2 separate regions of the Urocitellus parryii genome follow, and region 2 is linked to region 1. The links are chromatin contacts, called in public Hi-C maps. All regions are on one chromosome and are shown on one strand. The core of a region is the stretch at or near the end of the contact, and the rest is flanking DNA. Distances in the headings are between cores, read along the strand shown.

Evidence for each region. A called contact is a pair of places that touch in the nucleus more often than the background predicts.
Region 2: a contact with region 1 is called in a Hi-C map of muscle, with 6 times the contacts expected there. The contact joins the promoter of Orc1 here to the promoter of Zfyve9 in region 1. A contact is called at or near these places in 2 of 2 Hi-C or Micro-C datasets (liver and muscle).

The regions. Positions count from the first base shown.
Region 1 is chr11:35,417,147-35,424,328 of mUroPar1.hap1, reverse strand. It overlaps Zfyve9 (zinc finger FYVE-type containing 9), which reads right to left and starts at 5,855. Exons shown (of 18, transcript XM_026382175.2): 1 at 5,492-5,855.
Region 2 is chr11:35,659,470-35,666,268 of mUroPar1.hap1, reverse strand. It overlaps Orc1 (origin recognition complex subunit 1), which reads left to right and starts at 4,429. Exons shown (of 17, transcript XM_026382647.2): 1 at 4,429-4,443; 2 at 5,975-6,074; 3 at 6,689-6,799. The coding sequence starts at 5,980. It overlaps Prpf38a (pre-mRNA processing factor 38A), which reads right to left and starts at 99. Exons shown (of 10, transcript XM_026382625.2): 1 at 1-99.

The sequences.
Region 1 (7,182 bases), core at 4,606-7,105:
AGCACTGAATTTGATTCTCAACACCACATAAAAATATTTTTTTAAAAAATCAAAAAGTCATTGGATTTATATTAGTCAAGGGAAAAGTAGAACTTAAGGCACATTGATGGGAATTTTTAATATTTTGTTAGTTGTTGATGGACACTTATTTTATTTATTTATATGTGGTGCTTAGAATCGAACCTAGTGCTTCACACGAGTGAAGCAGGCACTCTACCACTGAGCTACAGCCCCAGCCCACTTTTTCTTGATTTTAATGTGTGTCCATAGAGATCTTCTCATCTTTACCTTATTTTACTAAAGACTTTCAAAGGGTATAAGTATAAAATATTATGTACTGCTCTAATTTTCCCAATAATTCGATTCTATAAGTGGGCTATTTAAAATAATTTAAAAGATGACTATATAACAACAAAATCCCACCCATTATGTACAACTATAATGCACCAATAAAAAATGAAAAAAAAAATTAAAAAGAAAAAATTTAAAGTCCTATTTAAACTTTACATTTTTATTGTGTATTTTATGCACAGCATTTGAAAATTAATTTTTAAATAAAATCCACTATGATAAAGTATAAAGCATTGTACTAACTATACAATTAAAATATTGATTCTACTGACACCTTGATTCATCCTTAATTAAGTAATCTCTATCACTTTGAAATCTGATGATGTTGCCAGGGGTCATGGTACATGCCTGTAATCTCAGCAACTTGGAAGGTTCAGGCAGGAGGATCACAATTTTGAGGTCAGCCTCACCAACTTAGCAAAACCTGTCTCAAAATAAAAAATAAAGAGGGCTGGGGATGTAGCTTAGAGGTAAAGCAGCCCTAGGTTCAATCTCCAATACCCTCCCAAATTTTTTTCATCATGTTGATTTTATTTCTTAGTAGTAAACTACATAAATAATTAATGATCTTTTAAGCTCTTTCAAAATTCAAATAGAAATATATTTTTCCACTTCTCAAGTTACACTTACTTACCAGGACCCATGGGACTGAACTATAGCTCTCTGTCACACATATCACTTAATCCTCACAGTAATCCTATAAAGAGGGTACTGTCAGCCTTATTCTATAGAAGAATAAATTAAGGCTTAAAGAAAGTAAGAAACTTGTTCAAGGTAATATAAGTTATAAGACTGGAACCCATGTGTGACAGATTATAAAATCCAGTTCTAATTTACTATAGATCAAAAGGAAAAGACTATGTTTCAAAAACTCTTCAGTTCTTAAATGTTTAATAAATTAATATTACTTTTGAAAATTAAGTATGTATACTATTTCTATTCAATATTGGCAACTATGTATTTTCCAATGATCATTATATATAAAGAATGTTGCTCTATAAAATGCAGTCAAATACACATAAGTACTATTAAAAATCAATGTAAAATTGTGGATATGAATAATGTGCAATAAAAAATGAAATGGAAAAAAGTGTACTAAATTAGAATCAAAATTATTTCTATCGAAAATTTCAAAGAATTCCAAAATAGATTCATTCTCTAAAACAATTAAAGCTCCCAAATTTTAAGTCACACAGAAATTCTAAGGCCTGGTTTTTGTTTTTATTTTCCTCAAAAGGACAAATGGAAATGTATAATTACTGATTACCTTCTATGTGACAGACACTGAGCTAATTGCTTTTGATAATTTTTTCTCATAGAACCTGTTCTATTTCCCTGGGAGGGGAAGAGTTTTTACTACAATAACACAGAAGAATAAACTCAAAATCCAAATGTCACATTGCTCTAAGAGTTATATAAGGATTCCTGTCACATCTGACTCCACAAACAGCACCATATCATGCAATTAATAATCATAAAACACACACACACACACACACACACACACCACCCTTTAGCAACAAAAGACCTTTAGCTAAAATCCAGGCAATTATCTTTTAATGAAGCTTTGTGCCTTGCTATCAGCCAGTCTGTGGCCAGCACACAACAGGTGTCAAATGAAAGTTTTAGTGAGTGCAATGAACAGTGGTAGCCTTGCAACAAAGGAATCATCTCCATTCGTTCTGCCTTTCTTAAGAAGTCAATATAAAACTAGCACTTATAAGGCAACATATACAATTATTTCCTTAAAGAAGACACTGAATCATGGGAAGGAAAGGGAAATACTAGGGAATGAGATTGATCAAATTATGTGCAGGTACCAATATGGCATAGTGAATCCCTCTATTATGCATAATTATAATGCATCAATAAAAATAAATTTTAAAAAGTAAAAAAAGAAGAAGAAAACATTGAATCAGGAATTGGAATAAATGCATCAATTTTTTTAATTTTTATTTTTTGGTGGTGCTAGGGTTTGAACACAGGGCCTCTCTCATGTTAGCCACATCCCCATCCTTTACCAATGTTCTTAAAAGGCATGGCACTGGATGAGACACAGAAGCCCTAAGCAAAGATCTAGCTCATTCTAGTTCATTCCACTCAATTACAACATTTTTCTGACCCTGCCTTGTAACAGTTAATTAAACTTGTCCTGCTTCCAGAATTAGCTAAACACTAGTAGAAACCTTGGTCGTTTTTTGTGCTTCTTGGAACACTTAGACAGAATCTGACACTTCAGATTAATAGCTACAATTTTATAAATGTTTTATTTTACTTCAATACTTATTCAAATGCATTTATCCTAAAAGTTTTACAAGGTAAAGTATAATAACTATCTGCATTTTACAGACAATGACAACAAGGTCCATTAAGTGCCAAGATAAGTGGTCAGATATCCTTCTGTAACACCACAGTGACTACAGGAGGCTCTAATAAATGTTTGTTGAAACTGAATTGTTCATCAGCTGTTTCTCAAAATTTCACTTTTCTTTCTAACATTATAACACCATTATCTGTTGCTATGAGAAATTACTTTTATTGCCACTTAAGACTGATAGCTTTGCTAAAAAATTTATGTTTTCATTCAGCTAGGTATGGTTAGTTAACTTTTCTTTTCCTGGCACCAGAATTGAACCCAGGTGCACTTAACCACTGAGCAGCATGCCCAGCATTTTTTTTTTAAATAGGGTTTTGCTGAGTTGCTGAGGCTAGCTTTGAACTTAGAATCCTCGAGCCTCAGCCTTACAGCATGTGACACTATGCCCAGCAATGTTAGTTAACTTTTTTTTTTTTTTTTGTACCAGGTATTGAATCCAGGGGTACTTAACCATTGAACTACATCCCCAGTCCTTTTTTTATATTTTATTTGGAGACAGGGTCTCACTGAGTTGCTTAGGGCCTCACTAAATTGCTGAGGCTGTCTGAATTCCCAATCCTCTGCCTCAGCCTCTCAAACTGCTGGGATTACAGGCATGTGTCACCACACCCTGCAAGGTTAGTTAACTTTTAACAGTGATTTCCAAACTTTAATAAGAATGGAGACACTTAATAAGAATTAAGATTTTTAGCTGGCAAGAGGACAGACAACCCAGCTACCACAGTAGGCTGAGGCAGGAGGAACACAAATTTGATGCCAAATAGGACGATTTAGCAAGACCCTGTCTCAAAATCTAAAAACAAACAAAAAAATTTAAGGCTAGAAATGTAGTTCAGTGGCAAAGTACTTGCCTAGCATATGTGAACCCTGGGTTCCAGCACACACACACACACAAAAAAAAAAAAAAAAAGGAAGACTTTTGAGCCACTATTATCTCTAGGATTCTAATTCAAGCTGCCAGCAATCAGTATTATAAATAATATTAATAATCAGCTGATTATTTTTTAAATCAGCACTCTCAACTGATTCTAATGTTGGTCTTTAAAAACCCTTCGAGAAATGAATAAGACTTTTAAAAACCTATATTAATCTAACAAAAATTTTAATCCAGCCAATTTTTACAGTTAGAAATATTTAAACAAAATCTGACAAAAACAATACAAGGAGCCCAGTGCTGTATTACTGGCTACTCCAGAAGCTGAGGCAGGTGAATCACTGGAGTTCATGAATTTGAGACCTGCCTGGGCAACACAGCAAGATCTATGTGAGAAAAACAACTCCGTGTACAACATATAACAGCAAATAAACAATGCAGGTGTACAACATATAACAGCAGTTCCTCAAAAATGTTTACCATGCCTAACCTCCCTAGACCTTAGGAGCTTCTCATGCTGCAGAAGAGGTTAAATTATGGCTTTTCTAGGTATCTAGAAGATTACCCCATATTATTGTTTTAGTTGATAAATTCAACTATGGTCCCAATGTAATTTAGTAAGACATTTTCATGGGTATTTATACAAACACCTGGATATAAAGTGAATCAGTCAGCTAATCTTTGAACCTAATACAAAGAAATAATAATTTTAAAAATCACCATTTTAAACTCTGAATGACCAACAAAAACATACTATGAGATTAAGAATATGTTTTCCCTAGTGATTAAATATTTATTGAGTCGACATACTACCTTTCTGCACTTTACCAATTTTCTACTATAAGGATTTTTTTTCATGATTACAGTTTTAGAAGTACCTACAAATCTTACACCTTCACATACTTTAGAAAACAAGAATAACCTGTCATCACATTTACCATAAATCATAAGTACCCAAATATCTGACTTACTGTACCAAACTGCAATCACTAACTTTTTTTTATATCAATACCAGAACAAATCACGTTACTTCTAAAATTTAGACTACATTCATTTCCATCGGGGTTCCTGCTATTAGGACAGTTGGCACGACTTAAAATCCTCTTTCCATCCGTCCTCTGGATCTATTTAGAGGGAACATTTTTGTACCGAGGACTGAAGCACTAAAATATTTCCTCTCTTCTTGGAGGTGGAAAAGACACAAATTTCTGTAAAATAAATTTTTATAACGGTAGTGTTTATCTAGGAAACAGCAACGCAAAGACGGGATGGGGCTTTCTCCAAGGCAGATCACGCTTAGAGATAAGATGTAATATAAGGAGTGGACGAGCTACCCGCAGGTGATGAAATTTCACCTCAAATAAGTCGCAAAAGGCTTTTCTCTAGGAAGTCGAATCCGTGAATGACACTCCAGGGCTCTAAGGGTCCCGAACTCTTAGCACCTCAATCCTCACCCTACCCGGCCTCCCCACCCCCACCCCCCGGACTCTGCAGGACTCAGTACAGGGCGATGGAAAGCTAAGGTTGTTTGCAAACAGGCGTCCTCTGCCTCCCTCCGGGATGTACACGCAGGGCCCGGGTAAGAAGCCTCTCTCGGCCCCGCCCGGAGCAAACCCAAAGGGCACCGGTGCAGCCGTCAGCCACCTCTTCACACACCGGGCCGCACCGGAACCGAGGCCCGGGAGAGCGTTCTCTCGGGGCCTAGGCGCCCCCCACGGACCTCGACCTCCCGGGGGACGCGGCGAGGAAGGGCTGAGGCCCCCAGAGCCGCAGGGTAGAGGCAGCCGCAGCGGCAGGACGCCGCGTCCGCCCGGCCTGAGGGCTGCAACCAGGGCCCCCACAGGCAGTGGGAGCCTGGCGAGCCCGGGACAGGGTCGCGCCGCACTCACCTCGGCTGTGGCCGCCGTCGCTTCACCATGGCCGGGGGGAGTCGTCCCCGAGCCGAAAGTCTCCCCCCCAGGAGGGCACCGGCGCGGCTACAGGGGCCGCCGCAAAGCCTCGCACTCCTGAAGGGGATGTGGTCGCTGCGGCGGCGGCGGGGGCTGCTGAGGCCCAGTGCCCGCCCAGCCGCATCGGCTCCCGGGCCGCCGCAGCCACGCGGGTCCCAGGGAGCACCGGTGAGCCGGGCGGGGGGCACAGACTGCAGTGGGACGACCGAGGTGCTGCAGGCGGTGATTCTCCACGAAGCCTCCAGCGTCTCGGCCGCCGCTCCAGCCGCCCGCGCCGCTGGGCCACAGCGCCCCCTGGACCCCACGTCCCGCTACGGCGCCGGGACTGCGGCTGCCGCGCCGGGCACGAGCGGCAGGGAACGCGAAGGAGCGCGGCCTGGGGGTGGCGGGGGCCCCGCGCGCCCTGCGCCGCCCTCCGTCCGCCCCTGACGACGCTTCCTGAGAGCCGGAAGCCGCGGTTCCCACCAACCCCTTGCGGTCCCCACCCGCGTCAGACCCCAGCACCTTTTCCTTCTCTACAGAAGGTACGTGAGCGCTCTTGTCACTCGAACCCGCACTTGTGAGGCAGTTTCCATGCCTCATTTCTCACAGAAAGAGGGGGTATCCCTTCTAATCCCTTCAGTGTGCCTGGATGAAAGAAGAATGTCCAGAACAAACCTTTTTTTTTTTTTTTTAAACACACAATCTCCTCCCAGAACAGATGAAGGAATTGTTTTTGACCTTAACTCTTTTTGGATCTACCGTACAGATCATCACAGAAATTTCCTACAGGCACCAAACCCTTAACCCCTAGTCCCCCCCCAAAAAAAAAATAGGGAAAAATATGGTGAACAAGAGAAGAGAATAGCCAACGGCTTGTGCTGAAATTCATAAGCAACTTAAAGGTAAGAAAAGAATCATCCTTTTACTAGTCCCCCTCCCCCACCCTCACCTCTACTCTCCCACCTCTCCACCCGCCATCCCTGCCAAATCCTAGGTAAGGCTCTGAAGGAAATCCCTGTATGCATTAGCGGGGACTATAAAATCATTGTTTACAGATGCCCTGTGTTTGATCCCACTCATCCTCTAAGCCTCTAAGGTGCAAACGTCAGAACCAAAAACAAACAAAAGACTATCAAAATGGAAATAGGGAAAGAAAAATTCTCCAGATCCTCTGGCCTCCAGGTTTTACAAAAAGAGGGTGTGTGTGTGTGTGTGTGTGTGTGTGTGTGTGTGTGTGTGTTTTCTCCACAGTGTGGTATGATAGAATGAGCTGGAACTTTGGTGTCAGATCCTGATATTACCAATCCATTTCCACCATGTATAGCTTTAGGACCATGGCAAGTTATGTAACATTTTGAACCTCAGTTTTCTCCTGCCTGCCTTGCTACTTGTGAAGATTGAAGATGGAGAGATTGGCCTATTAGAAGGTACTCAATAAATGTTAGGTCCAATTTTTGCTGATTTCAGAACACTCTCAGTCTTTTTTAGGCCCAAGATTATGCCCAGCCAGAATTTTTGTTGTTGTTCGTTTTTATCTTTGTGTGTGTGTGTGTGTGTGTGTGTGTGTGTGTGTGAGTGAGAGAGAGAGAGAGAGAGAGAGAGAGAGAGAGAGAGAGAGAGAGAGAGAGATGTGTGCATCATTCATCCTC
Region 2 (6,799 bases), core at 3,180-5,679, 240 kb before region 1:
ATTGAAAGGGACGGAGAAAGGTGAAGGAAATCTCTTTAAACTGCTTTGGCGACGATCTCGGAACCGGAAACGGCTGCTTGATGAAACTTTTCCGTGTAATGCGCGCCGATCGAATCAATGATGGCCGCGGCACGTTGGCGGATATTCGTCATGCGCCCCTTAGGTGGGCGGAGCTCACTGACGCCGAGCTACGGCAATAGCCTGGGGGCGGGGTCATGCCGTTTGGCGCGAAATTTTCTTTTCTCGCGCTTCTTTCGATTCCAATCCAGGACCAACTTTGGCTACCGCGTGGAGCCTGTGGCTGTAAAGGAAGAATCCAGGTGGGGCAGGTCAGAGCTGCTGCAAAGCCCGGAGCTCCCAGAGTACGGGAGGTGAGAAGCAGAAGGCTTACGACCAGCCCGAGGAAACTTTAGCGCCCGGTGAATGTGGCGGCCTGGGGGACAGGTGAGTGACCTCAGCTTCGAACTATGGGTGTTGTTCTTTGCAGACTCACTCATTGATTCATTCATCAGACATGCACCGAAAGCCGATTCAGTGCCCAGGCACTTTTCTAATCCTGCTAGGAGTGGCCCTGTTTCCGACGCCCCGTTTCCTAAAAGGGTTCTTGCTCTGCTAGGGAGTAAGAATTTGCAGCGGGGAAGCCAGAAACCCACACCTGAGAAGCGTGTGCATTCTACCCTCAGTTATCCCAGACTCTCAGAAATGGTCTGAGCCTTTACTTCCATCTGCGTTTCCTCGAATCATCTCCTTCTTGAGCCATAGTGTAGCAAGCGCTACAGGGAAGACAGATCAGATGCTATTTACTCGTTTTGCCTATGTAGCGATTGCTTCCAGAGATTTGTCTAGGTCATTTTTCGTGGCTAAGATGCCTAGGCTCCTACCCAGATTTCTCTAGATGAGCAGCTTTTAACTATAGGCTCCCATCCACATTCTTTCCAGGAGAGAAGTGTAATGGCACCCTTTCTGCTTCCTCGAATTCAGCCTGGAACCGAAGGGCCTTTTAATGTGACAATTGGGAAAAGTAGTGGACTTGAATGAGGTGCGAGATCCTTATCCGGGCTACTTGTGAAAGTGCAATGATTAAACAGGATGCGGTATTTTAAGACTGTAATCCCAGCAACTCAGGAGGCTTAGGCGGGAGGATCACAAGTTCAAGGCCAGCCTCAGCAACCTAATGAGGCCGCAAGCAATTTAGTGAGACCTTCTCTCAAAATAAAAAATAAAAAGGGTGGATGGATGTGGTAAAGCATGTTCGGGTTCAATTCCCAGTACTTCAAAGAAAAAGTGCAATGATTAGATCTGGTTTTAGTTGTCTGTAAAATATGAATAATGGTATCCTTTTTTCTGCTGTATTAGTTTTTGAATGCCAATGGCATTTCCCCATTGTGAGAACGTGGTTTAACAAGTTTCTCTGCAACCTTTTTAAAACTGTAATAGACGGCCGGATGTGAACTTTAGAAGTTTTCTGAATTCCCTGGAATTTATTTGCAACATTTTGTATGACTTGTGAGTTCCAAAATATTAAGTTATATTAAAAATAATACAAATTAATGTAAGAGAGTGGATTTATAATTTTGCATTTTCTCACTAATAATCTTAGAATAGTGCCTGGCACACAATTGGTACTTAATAAATAAGATTAGCCAAAAGGAAGGAAGGTTCTATTGCTTGTGTTTTGTGAATGAGGGAATTGAAGGCCAGTTGACCTTTTCTTACTCAATGACTAGGAAGCCTGACTTACTGTTATAAGCCACCAGAAGTAAGCTCTCATAGACATTATGCAGTTCACTTTACAATCCCTGTGTGTTGTAAAGTGAAGCATTTAAGAGCACAGTCATGGAATCTGGATGTTTAGAGTCTTGAGTTAAGGCTGTGCTATCCTGTATAAAATTGAACAGTAGTTTTCACCTTGATACTAACATATATACCTTTAATTTAGGAAATATTTATTATTGAACACTTACTGTGTACTGATATTTTTCTAGGGTTATCATAAGAATTAAATGAGATAGTTTTGGCTCAGGCTGTGCATTGTGGCATACACTTGTAATCCAAGCTACTTGGGAACTGAAAAAGTCAGATCACAACCTGGAGTCCACCCTGCACAACTTAGTGAGATCCTGTCTCAAACTAAATTTAAAAAGGGTTAGGGGTGTGTCTCAGTGGTAGAGCACTTGCCTAGCATGCATAAGGCCAAGTGTTCAATCCCTAGTCTACAAAAAACGAGTTTTGTCTCAATCTTCCATACTGGCTCAAAATTTTTTATAGCAACTCCTTTATCTGTTTCCCTTGAATGTGGCTCCTAGACTGAGTGGTGTGCATATTTCACATTTCTAATATCTGACATCTGTGTCTGATATCTTTAGAAACCAAAGCCTTTTCTAAACCAAGTCAGACCAGCCTCTCCAGTCCACTCACCATTTTTCTTGAGAAATTTGTATGCTGATGGTAGGTGAGATAAAGTTTTAGGTGGAAGGTGAGAAAGAGCAATGAGTTGATTGAACTGTGTATTTCTCATTTATACACTTTTCTATATGTAATTCAATGAAAAGTTAAAATAATGGGGAGTTCTTCTGAAGATGCAGCATAAGGAAATCAGCAGATTTCAGGACTTTTTTACCTTTGGTGTCTGATTTCCTTGGCTTCATGTAATTTTGTTGTCTATATAGTTGTAGTTGGTTTAATTTCATCACTGTATAGTGCTGTTATGAATATTCTGGTTCTTGACTTTTTGGGTGGGGGGTACCAGGCATTGAACTCGGGGCATTTAACCACTGAACATCCCCACCCCTCTGACTTAGAGACAGAGTTTTGCTGAGTTGCTTAGGGCCTTACTAAGTTGCTAAGGCTGGCTTTGAACTCATGATCCTCCTGCCTCAGCCTCCTAAGCTTCTCTGCGTGCCTGGCCCTGGTTCATGTCTTTTGATGATATTATGTATTTCTGTTGAAATTGCTGGGCCAAAGGTTATGCATATGTTCAGAATTTAAGAAAATTTGATTTTCCAAAGTGGTTGTGTCACTTACATTCCCTTTGGCAATATGTAAGTATTTTGGCTGATCTACATTCTCACCACAGCTGCTGTGGTCCTAATTGTTTGATTTATTATTATTATTATTATTAGCCTCCAGAGTTGCTGGGAATTATAGTTGTGCACCACTGGGCTTGGCTCTGATTTATCTTTTATTTGTTTATTTGTTTATTTATTTTGTGGTATTGGGGATTAAACCTCCGTACTGTACTACTTAGCTATATCCCCAGCCCTTTAAATTTTTTTATTTTACTTTGAGATAACATCTCACTAAGTTGCCAGCTGGCCTTGAATTTGTAATCTACCTGCCTCAGCTTCCCAAATTACTGGGATTATAGGGATACATCACAGTGCCGTGCTTGTTCTGGTGATTTTTAAAATTCCATCCTTCATTTGTTTACCTATTATATGCCTAGTCCTGACAAAGGATTACTAATGCAGTTATGAATAATAAAGAGAAGGTCTCAAGGTTTCTATTCTTTGGAATTTAACATTCAAATGTGAGAAACACAACAAATAGGAAAATAATATGATGGTCATAATAGGATGGTATAATAGAACATGATGGCAGAGTAACTTTCCCACTGAGTATTCAGTGAAAGCCTTTCCGAGGGAGTTTCATCGGAGCTGAGACCTGAGCCACCCCTGTAATGCAGGAAAAGAGAACAGCAGTTACATAGTCTGAGGGCACTAATAAACTTGGTTTGTTTGATGATGGGAATAGGCATGTGGCATAGTGGTAGAGGAATGGCAGGTTATATGGTCCTAGTCCTTCCAGTAACTTTGCTTCCTCAGCCTAGGGTAAATCACATACCTCTTCCAACTATCAGACCAGTAACACTAATAATTTTTTTTTTTTTTTTAATGAAAGTGGAATTATACACCTTATGGTGCACACATTATTCTGGTCTCATCAAGTATGGCTCTTGGTCTCCTAGTAAAGGAGACTTTTACCATGACTTGGTTTTTGAAAGATGATATCTGCTTTAGTAAACTAAAATATGGTCTAGATTTAAAATAATTGAGCATGAATTTAAAGCCCTCTTGGTATACATTTCATAGTTCTTTCCCTATGCTAGTTTTTTGTTTGAAAAAAATGAGATTATTGTGCACATAAAATAAGTTGTCATAGTCAAAGTGAAAAATTAGGCTATATATTTTACAGTTAGATTATTTGAGAATTGTAGAAGGTTTGCTGAGAAGTACTGATTTTATAAGGAAGTAGTAGATGCTATTTCCCCGTTTTGTTTTTTTTTTTTAATGAGAGCTTAGTGAGCACTGCAATTTACTTGGGTGTTTTCTTTGTATCTCAATAGCACATTTTATCTGACTTCATTGTGGAAAAGGTTAACATTTCCAAGTTAATTTCTGAAAGTTTTGTGTTACGTCATCCATCAGAAGAAACATATTGAAGGTAAATTTGTTATGTATTTCCTTAAACATTTATTTAGATTCAAACACGTTTACTAATTTTGACCAAAAGATACTTTGATATTATGAATGCAAATTTACTTTTTACTTGGGCAAGTCTTCCAGTTGGTTTTGCTCTCTCTATTTTCCTTGCTCTTTATTCATTTTCACACTATGCCTCATTAAAATTACATTGAGAGGGTCAGGGTTGTAGCTCAGTGGTAGAGCGCTTGCCTAGCTTTCGAGGCACACTGGGTTCGATCCTCAGCACCACATAAAAAAATAAAGGCATTCTGTCCATCTACAACTACAAAAGAAAAATTAGATTGATACTCTTAATTTACTTAAAGTGATCTTTCATGTATCTTTTGTAAACAGTTTATTTGTTAATGACTCAATATTTCCTTTTTGGATTAGTTCCCTCAAAAGTTAAAAAACTTCCAAAAACACAAAATCTTAGATTGCAAATATTCCCCAATAGAATGCAGGATAAAATGCCACTGAGTTCTAGGAAACTAATTTTTGAAGGAGAATGTTGTTTTCAACTTAAACTAAAATTTTGGTCTCGTAATCATTAATTCAGAATAATTCTGTTGGTCTGGCTTTTTTTTTTTTTAACTCAGTTTTGTCAAATTTTAGCTCTATAAGGAAAACATGAAATTCAGAGGAAAGTTTTATTTTTTAAGTTGCTTAAAATAATGGATTGGCATCATTATTAGAACTATCAGATTGTAATGCCCAAATTCTTTGTAAAAATGATTATATTTGTATTTTCATCCATATTTCTGTTTTCATCACTAAAAGTACCTTTTCCCCGCCTGTATTTTAGCATGAGCATTTATTTTCAGCTATTCACAGTACTCATATCTGGGTCTATCAGCTGCAAAGAAACAGCCACTCCCAACTATCAGACCAGTACAGCTTAGTAACACTGATAACTTTTTTTTTAATGTAAATGAAATTATACACTTGATGAAACCCATTGCTGTCTCCCAAATATCACTTGCCTACCTTCTTCATCCCTTGGAACTGAGTTCAGTCTTTGTCAATATTTACGAACTTCCATGTTCAGTTCAGGAATCTTCTATAGGAATCCTTCCCTTTTTGAATAGCCATAAGAACCAGTCCTCTAACTTCTGTTGGTTCCTCTGGGCTCTTGACACTATTTAATAGTTTCCTTTACTACATTTATCTTTAATCCCTATCTGGATCATAACTGTGAAGACATTTCACATTGTTAGATGTTTCACACCTCTTGTGCCTTGTTGCTAGTATTTCTGTACATGTTGACCCTCCTGTTTCCTTAGGTAAGAAGAAATGAGGCATATCTTAAGACATAAATGATGCCAAATTGCCTATATTTAATCTTCATGGAACTTTACTTTTTCCTCAAAGAAATTGTTACCTATCTCTAAAATGTGTGGGGTGAGGCAGGGGCAGGAAAACAAAGGTTGAATTCATGGAAGGGGGGCTGACTGTGTCTTAGAATCCATCAGAATTTGCCATGGTAATTCAGAGTTGAGGCTTTTTCACAGGAGCCATGGCACCCTACCAGACAAGGCAGAAGATCAGACAAACTTACTCGTGGGTTGGCAGGCCACTGCTGGATCGCAAACTGCACCACCAAACTTACAAGTGAGTGATGGGGCCTTGTGGTTGGGCTGGAAATACAATTTCCGAAGTTAAACTGTTAATAACTTAGATCCAGCCTATTCTAGTTCCCATGAATTGAAGACTGAGAGATGTAGATATGTGTTGATTGTAAGGAGGGTGTTTGTCTGATGGAAGAAGATGATAGAATAAATAGGGATGGGCCAAAGTTGTTGGTTAGTAAAATTTGATAAATAAAATAAGGTCATAGCTACTTAAGCTGAGTTCTGTCTAACTCTTTATGATAACAAGATGAAAGATGTTAATATGTCCTTTCCAGCTCGATAATTTTGGTATTATCATTGGGCAGCTCTCCATCCTTGGGAAGCCTTTATTTTTCTTTGTCAATACGTGAGGGAAGTTAGGGTTTGTGTTAAGACTTTTATATTTATCATTCATGCTAAAACAATTAGTTTGGCCCATTTTTGTCTAGGCTTAAATATAATTGAGTGCATTGGTTTCCCTGTAGGAGAGTTGCTCAGCATAGAGAAATTATTTAGGGGAGTTTCTAGTTTGAGAACACTTTCTGGTTCCAGAAGATCTGAAGAGCTTTTCCCACCCTTAAAGATTTCCTAACATGTTTCTTTGTTACTTCCTAGAGAAATATGTATGAAAGTAGGTTGTTCGACTCAGATGCACATTCAAGTTGGACAATTTGTGTTGATTGAAGGGCATGATGAAGAAAACCCCTATATTGCTAAGTTGATTGA